Regions from separate parts of the Anas platyrhynchos genome. Here region 2 is linked to region 1. The links are chromatin contacts, called in public Hi-C maps. All regions are on one chromosome and are shown on one strand. Each heading gives the region's core, a stretch centred on a gene start, on an enhancer-like site or on the middle of the called end of the contact. The rest is flanking DNA. Distances are from core to core; before and after follow the strand shown.

What was found. A called contact is a pair of places that touch in the nucleus more often than the background predicts.
Region 2: a Hi-C map of skeletal muscle shows a contact between it and region 1, with 3 times the contacts expected there. The contact joins two enhancer-like sites. A contact is called at or near these places in 5 of 8 Hi-C or Micro-C datasets (F1 follicle, F5 follicle, liver and 1 more).

The regions. Positions count from the first base shown.
Region 1 is chr9:2,393,301-2,396,771 of IASCAAS_PekinDuck_T2T, forward strand. The region is part of intron 2 of PPM1L (protein phosphatase, Mg2+/Mn2+ dependent 1L); the gene reads right to left. Among named protein-coding and RNA genes, the nearest start is that of ARL14, 36 kb to the left of the region's middle. Within about 2 kb of position 1,516, at least 4 of the 8 cell types and tissues checked have an H3K27ac peak or open chromatin away from gene starts, as enhancers often do.
Region 2 is chr9:2,429,365-2,432,835 of IASCAAS_PekinDuck_T2T, forward strand. All of the region lies in intron 2 of PPM1L (protein phosphatase, Mg2+/Mn2+ dependent 1L), which reads right to left. Among named protein-coding and RNA genes, the nearest start is that of PPM1L, 18 kb to the right of the region's middle. Within about 2 kb of position 1,542, at least 1 of the 8 cell types and tissues checked has an H3K27ac peak or open chromatin away from gene starts, as enhancers often do.

The sequences.
Region 1 (3,471 bases), core at 266-2,765:
TAAAAATGGATGTGCTTTTACTAAAAAGGGAATTCCTAAAAGCTCTTCATCGGGTGGTCAGCTCCTGGCTCACCGAGTCCAGGGAAGAGCAAGTACCGGGGCATGAGGTTAGGAAAGGGACAGATAAAACCCATGGCAGGGAGCAATAAGTTAAGAGTTTAAATGACAGGCTCTCGAAACGCAATTTAATTAAATATCGTACTACACAGTGAGTTTGTTTCCCTAGCTCGTTAGGACAAGGGGTTGTTAATGGCACTTATTACCAAGGCAGCAGGTCAAGCAGATTTCGGGCTATTTTCATCCCTGGCTAAAGGGAGGAACAAGGGCCCAGCAAGAGAAATCCTTCAGCTGAACGATTTGGTGCTGAAGCCCTGCGCTGCTGGAACGTCGCTGTTCCAACAAGTGCTCCTGTGGGTGTGTTAGCTGCCTGAGTTGAGTGACATCGCTGAATGAAAACACCCAAAAAAAAAACAAACCACAAACAACCCAAAATCAAACACTTGCAGGTCAGATCCTAGGGTCTGCTGGAGATGCGCTGAGTCTTCATCAGCTCTGGCCACGAATGCACTCTCAGCCTTGGAACAACACAGAAGCACACACTGGGGTCACCACTTGGTGGGTTTTATACCCTCACACATTCTCACACCGCGCTACACCCAAACCGAGGCATTTCTGCAGCATCAGACAGAGCTACGGCCCTGAGCAGGTTTCCTTCCACCCCACAGCAACCCAGCTTACGCCGTGGATTGGGACTGATTAAATGTTCAAGCAGCCCCTCTGTGTCACTGCTTCACTTTGCAGTTCCTGCCTGTTTTTAAGAGCAGCCGCAGCACGGATTAAACGTCCATGATATCACACTACACAACTTCAAAGACACAACTGGAAGTTATTCTGCGCTTGCATTAGAGCCTCCTTGAAAAAGCTCCTGGGCTGAAGAGATAACAGAGAGCAACTTTGATTTTCAGCCTTTTGTATCGCTCAGCGTGTTTGTGTATTAAAGGCACCCAGCCTGAAGTTTCCAGATTTCATGGTGAGCCTCGGGACGGCAGAAAGCACAGAACGCCAGGAGCACAGGAGCACAGACCTTGGGGCAGGAGCACGCGCAGCGAGGCAACTGACACAGCGGCAGCTTGTGGTTTGGAAAGTTCCCAGAAACATTCAGCCTTTAACTTCCACGAGGTTAACCAGAAATTTAACTAAGCCTAAGCCAACGTTTCTAAAGAAAAACAGTTTTCAGATTTCTTGTGACTGGCCCTGGTTTGGTTTCACCAGCAGTGGGGCCGTGCAGGCAGTGCCCCAGCATCCCAGACCTCATTGCCTGGGTGCCACGGGAGGGCTGGGAGCATTCCCCGGGGCTTTCTGCGTGCTTCTCACATCCTGAGCTGAAATCCGGGGTGCGTTCCTCATCTTCTGGATCCCCTCCTTTCAGTCACGATGCATCTTGTGAGGAGAAGAACCTCGCTCAGATTTTTATCAAAAGCAAGAGCAAAGGCTGATGCAGCAGTTCCCTCTGAGCCACGGTACCAAGGCTGACGAGGAGCTCCCCTCCCAGCTGCTCCTTCTGAAGCCCACGCAGTGCCTGCCTCTGGTGAACCTCTCGTGTTCCTCCGATTCAGTCAGCTGCCGGCCTCTGAGGCACGGAGCTGGAATTTGGCAGATCAAGATTATTTTCTCAGCACAAAGGGCTGCTAGGAAATCTTTCTTCTGCCATCTCTCAGCATTTGATTTCTATTTTTCTGTATTTTTTTTCTCCCAAACTCCTAGGCACTTGATGTCTGCTCCAGGCCTAGCCAGACCCTGTGCTCTGATTCCAAAACTGGCGCTGTGCCCCAGCTCCAGTTTTTCCTTCCCGTGCCATAGATGGGCTCTGCTAGCAGAGCCTGGCGGGGAGCAGGGCACGAGCAGCTCCACGAGCACTGCCAGCTCTCCCGAGGCTTCACGAGATCACCGCTCCCACAGCGTCCTTCCCCACAGCTCCTGGTGACCCCAAGCCCTCCCTGCAGGATGCTGTCCCCGACCCGCTCGCTGTCCCCATGCCCCCTGCACCCGCTCAGGGCCAGCTGGAGGCAGGAGGAGGCAGCCGCAGCTGGCGGAGCAGCAGCAGGTTTGCCGAGAGGTGTGAAGGAGCAGATGCATTTCGAGGTGCAATTTCCAAACACGCGGGTGCTGTGAGAGAAAACAGAGGTGTTGGGCCCGTGTGTGCCCCGACACCTCCTGGCTTCTCCGCCAGGAGCTTCCCACCGCTGCCAGCGCTGCTTCCTTGAAACCGTGCCCGCTCTCATGGCACTCCCTTTTCCTCCTGCTGCTAATTATTCCATCTGGATCCTTTCCGCAGAATCACTCCCATCCCACCTGTTATTTTCGGAGAGTTTCACAACGCTTGTCCAAGGGGAGGATCGGGGCTTCGGCTCGCTTCCATCAGCTGTAATCTTTATGCTGATCACTTGCCAATCTCCTGCGACTCTCTGGAGCTTTCTGAACTGAAATCCAAGTCTGACAGCTTCAGCGTTTAGTAGTGGATATAACACAGGATTGTGAGATAAAGTGGTGCATCCTCTCACCCCAGAGGCCAGCAGAACCCCGGTGTTCCCTGCCAAAGACCCATGGGAGGTGCTGGCTCAGGCTCAGCTCCGTGCGCTGTCCTCGACACCTGAACCATGCCCAAACCTTCTCGATGCCCCCAGCTCAGCCCCAAAGGCCGTGCTGTACGCTACAACCGCCCCAAAAGAGAAGAACCCAGAGAAAAAATCCCCTCCTTGAAGCATCTCAACAGATGAGGACAAGAAATGGGAGCAAATCATTTGGAGCAGGGAGCTGCTGGAGCCGAGGCTCTGTGCACGTGGGCTGCTGCTTGGCGGCTGCCGCTGAGCCAGACACAAACAGAGAAGGGAAAACAAAATGGGAAAGAGTCCCGGCGCTGGGGATGGTTGGAGGAGACGGTGCCAACACCGAGCAAAAAAGGATCAAACCGGATTTGGGAACGTTGTGGGTGTGACAGAAACCAACCTAAATAGAGACAAATCAGATACCAACAGGAAGCGGTGGGGAAAAGCCTGGCAGCCACACAGTGCGTAGAAGACAGAAACCGATCGGGGAGCCAACATCCTGGTACGGCGCTGCAGCCAAAGGAAAATGAGATCGCTTCGGGAAAATGATAAACCTGGGCACCCAAGGCTGCGTGGCTGAGCCACAGCCACCGCTTGCACAGAAGTTTCCTGGTTAAAAACTGCGGTGGGTGGGCAAAGTGAGAGGCACCGTGTGGCTGGAGGAACAGGGAGCGTGCCCGGCTCCGGAGACATGAGCTAAAGAGCAAAATATTTGACATATTCCTAACCCTCGGCAACGAAACCTCCTCATTGTGCTGCAGATAACACAACAAGCCGCTAAAAACACATTTGGGGGAGTAATTTATATGCATTTTTCTAAATAAAGCAGTTGAAGAATCGCATTCTTGGTGGGACGACATTTAAG
Region 2 (3,471 bases), core at 292-2,791, 36 kb after region 1:
GACTGCTCATAACCTAAAAGCACCTGTGGATCAGAACTGATGTAATTAAATCAGTGGCAATCAGCTGGCCCCGACGTGGAAGCAGCGGTTCGAGCGAGGCTGGCAGACCACGTTTAGAAGTAATTGACTTTTTGATGTTTATAAAAATTGAAAAAGATTCAATTCCACGCCCAGTAATACAGCTGTGAATGACAGCGACGAGACTCCCTGCTTCCAATTACATGTTTTTACACCATTTTAATCAATTTTAAGTCACATTTTTGCAGAGTCAATGAGAGCACAGAGCAGATCGAAACATTACACAACCGTGGTCTTGTTGGGTGAAAATCCTAACCCTGTAAGGCGACATCCAAGAATCAAAATTTGGGTACAGTAAGCAAAATGAGAGAAGTGTTCCTCTGTGTCGTTTTGGTTCACGTTGCAGGCCACTTCTGTGGAATTTACACGCAGATCTGAAACCCGTGGATCAACGCGGCCTCACCCATGTAAATATTCATTCAAACTTAGGCACTTTGCAGAGCATTCTTCTGAAATTGAAAGAAATGACTATAAAAGGAAAACCAGCAGTAACCCCAGCAGTTGCTTTTTTAAAGCTGCAAAGCTTCAAAGACTTCACCTTTATGAGGCTACAACATCCGCAGAACCTCAAAGCTGTTGTTTCATTTATTCCTACATTTCTTTTTTTAAATATCAAGCCATTAATCCTCAATGGCCTCTGCTCAGAAGTACAACAGACACATTTTCATTGCTAAGTTTGCTTAAGTAGATCTGGATCAGAGGAACAGGGTGTGAGTTAGTTAACAGATCCCAAATTAAAAAAAAAAAAAAAAAAAAGGAAAGAAAAGAAAAGAAAAGTAACAGAACTTTCAGCTTTCTCTTCCCAGCATAAACACCTTTTGCTATTAGGATCAGAAACAAACCAAACGAAAGCAAACAAACAAAGAAACGAAACCAAAGATGAAGTCATTCACTTGTTATCAACCCATATTTGGTAGGAGGCAAGCATTTCCTTCCAACTGGCAACTACCATCTCCGGTTAAGCAGAAGAAATTTCCCCCCATCAATGCTGAGAAGACGACGCTCATCACAGCGTGGCCTATGCACATGCGAGCTCAGGTTGTCAATCCCGTGCACTGCCAGGAGCACAAGCACCGACTCGCAGGCGTGCAGAGCCCAGAGGAGCTGCCGTGCTCTGCAAGGGCAACTCAGGGCTGCTCAGCTCTCCCCACACCTCACCCACCTGGCACGCACGCGGCGGGCTTGCTGCAACGCGGCTGGAGCGGTGCCGTCTGCTCTGGGCTGCACCTCAGCACTCTCGTTTCCATAGTCTTGGACAACATTAGGAAGGGCTCTCACCATTATCTTCAGACCTTTTTTTTTTTTTCTCTTTTGGTAAGTTAATCAGTAACCAGAGCCTTCTGCCAAAAGTTTGTGCTACTGATTTCAAGGCCCTGCGGCACAGAAGGCTTTGCAAGGTTTGTAGAATTCGAAACTTGAGCTATTTATACAGCAAATCCTCTCCTTTCGCATTTAGGCTTCCCTACACCGTGAGTAAAGAGGTGCATTTCCCATACTGCAACACCCTATCCGCAACTCTGAAACCAGCTGTATCAGGCAAAATGCCCTAATCCACATGCTCGGGTTCCCAAGGAGCAAGCCTTGCCACGTCCCTGCCTAAGGAGGCTACGAGAAAGAGCGAGACACTTTTTATGAGCCAATTACTCAGCTTTAATTTCTCACCGTGATGATCTGTGTCCGTTTACAGCTGCAACAAGCGCAGGCAGCACAGAAGGCACCGTCAGTAGCGTTACTTTAGAAGTCCTCACCCGGTGGGACCAATAAAACGACCTGCAGAGTAGCCACAGCCACAAAACTGCAGCTGGCAGCGGAGCTGCTTCGTCCAGCACTGAGACCTCAGGTCAGCCCGGTGCTTGAGCCTTGAGGATCTCCAAAGGGGACCCTGTGGTAACTGCTAGTTAATGTGGTTAAATCGCTCTGATTAAGCATCCCTTCCCTTTGGCTGCTCAGCTTTCAAGCTCATCGGGTTTTATTTTATCATTTATCTAGTTCGCTACTTCTCCAAGCCTCCACAGCCCCAAGACTTCTCGACAGAGAAAGAAAAAAAAGCGTGCAAGACATCTTTAGGCTTCCCAAAGAGGCCAATGAGATAACAGCCCAATGCTTTATTTGGTTCTGATTTGATTCCAAGTCACGTCACCTTACAGACTCCTCTGACCAGAATCATCCAGGGAGACACCAGGCAGAAACTTCTTCGTTCCTCCTAAGCTTGCTTCTTTGCCCTCTACCCGTGCCACACCAGTGCTGCTCAACCTTCCAGGAAAAGACAAGCTGACTTCGTAAGAAAGGAAGCCTGCACTACGCACCACACATCACATTTCACCCCTAAAATATGATTTCCTATAACAGGTAATTGCAGCAGCTCATCAGATTCTTAGCTGAACACAGAGCATTTACAATTCTTTGTCTATCAGTTTATCAAGGCAGCCACAAACTGAAGTAAATGGCTGCCAACCTATTCAGGATGAAATTGTAAGACGGGAGAGCAACTGACATAAGAGAAGGGTAGAATTTACCCAGAAAGTTGGCTGTACTTGAGCAAAGCCCAGAAATCTTCATAAATTAGCACGACGCAGTAATTCGTGTTACTTGAATCGTGCTTCGCTCCCCTTCTGCTTCACCCCCCTTCCGCTTCACCCTGACAGGGCAGGAACTAATTAACAAGGACACGTTCCCCTGCACATCGCTCTAAGTACTCAGTTCGCATCTCACACGTGGCACTGTCCACTTGGAAAACATTTTTTCACATCTAGAACAATTTGTTTCACACGCAGCTCTGCAGATGAGCCGGTCTTTGTTCTTTATCTACACACAGAGACATTTAATGGGAGCGCGCAGTGAAAATTTAATCTTTACAAAGGCTTTGCTACACATGAAAGCAAAGCCTTCCACAGAGTCATTTGTCTCTTTTACAGAGATAAAAATAAAATAAGACATCCAGAAAACCAGTTCAAATGGAGGCTTCAGGTTCAGTATTATGTACTGCCGATTAAATAAGACTCTTCAGTCCTGGTCTTTCTTTTCTCCCCCCTCGTTTCTACTGAAAACTCTAAAACCTGCATAGATAAAACCCAATTTTCCATAATATGTTTTGGCTGTATGGAAAGCACACGGTTCATGCTTTCCTGATCAATTTTGCATAAAACCTAAAAGTAGAAACTCCTTGTGCCCCAGTGACCAGACACCTCTCTCTCAGTGGCTCTAGATGCCACTGAGAACATCTGGAGATTTTCTGAGAAACATAAACAAGAGAAAGGACAACTTACATTTAAATATATTAACTTGCGTAAGATTTGGAGAAAGATCTGCAACACCCTTCAAATGACAGGCCTCTTCTAAAAGCCTCACGCTTTGCCACTGAACGAATTAGAACAAGTTCTCTGAGGATTCAGA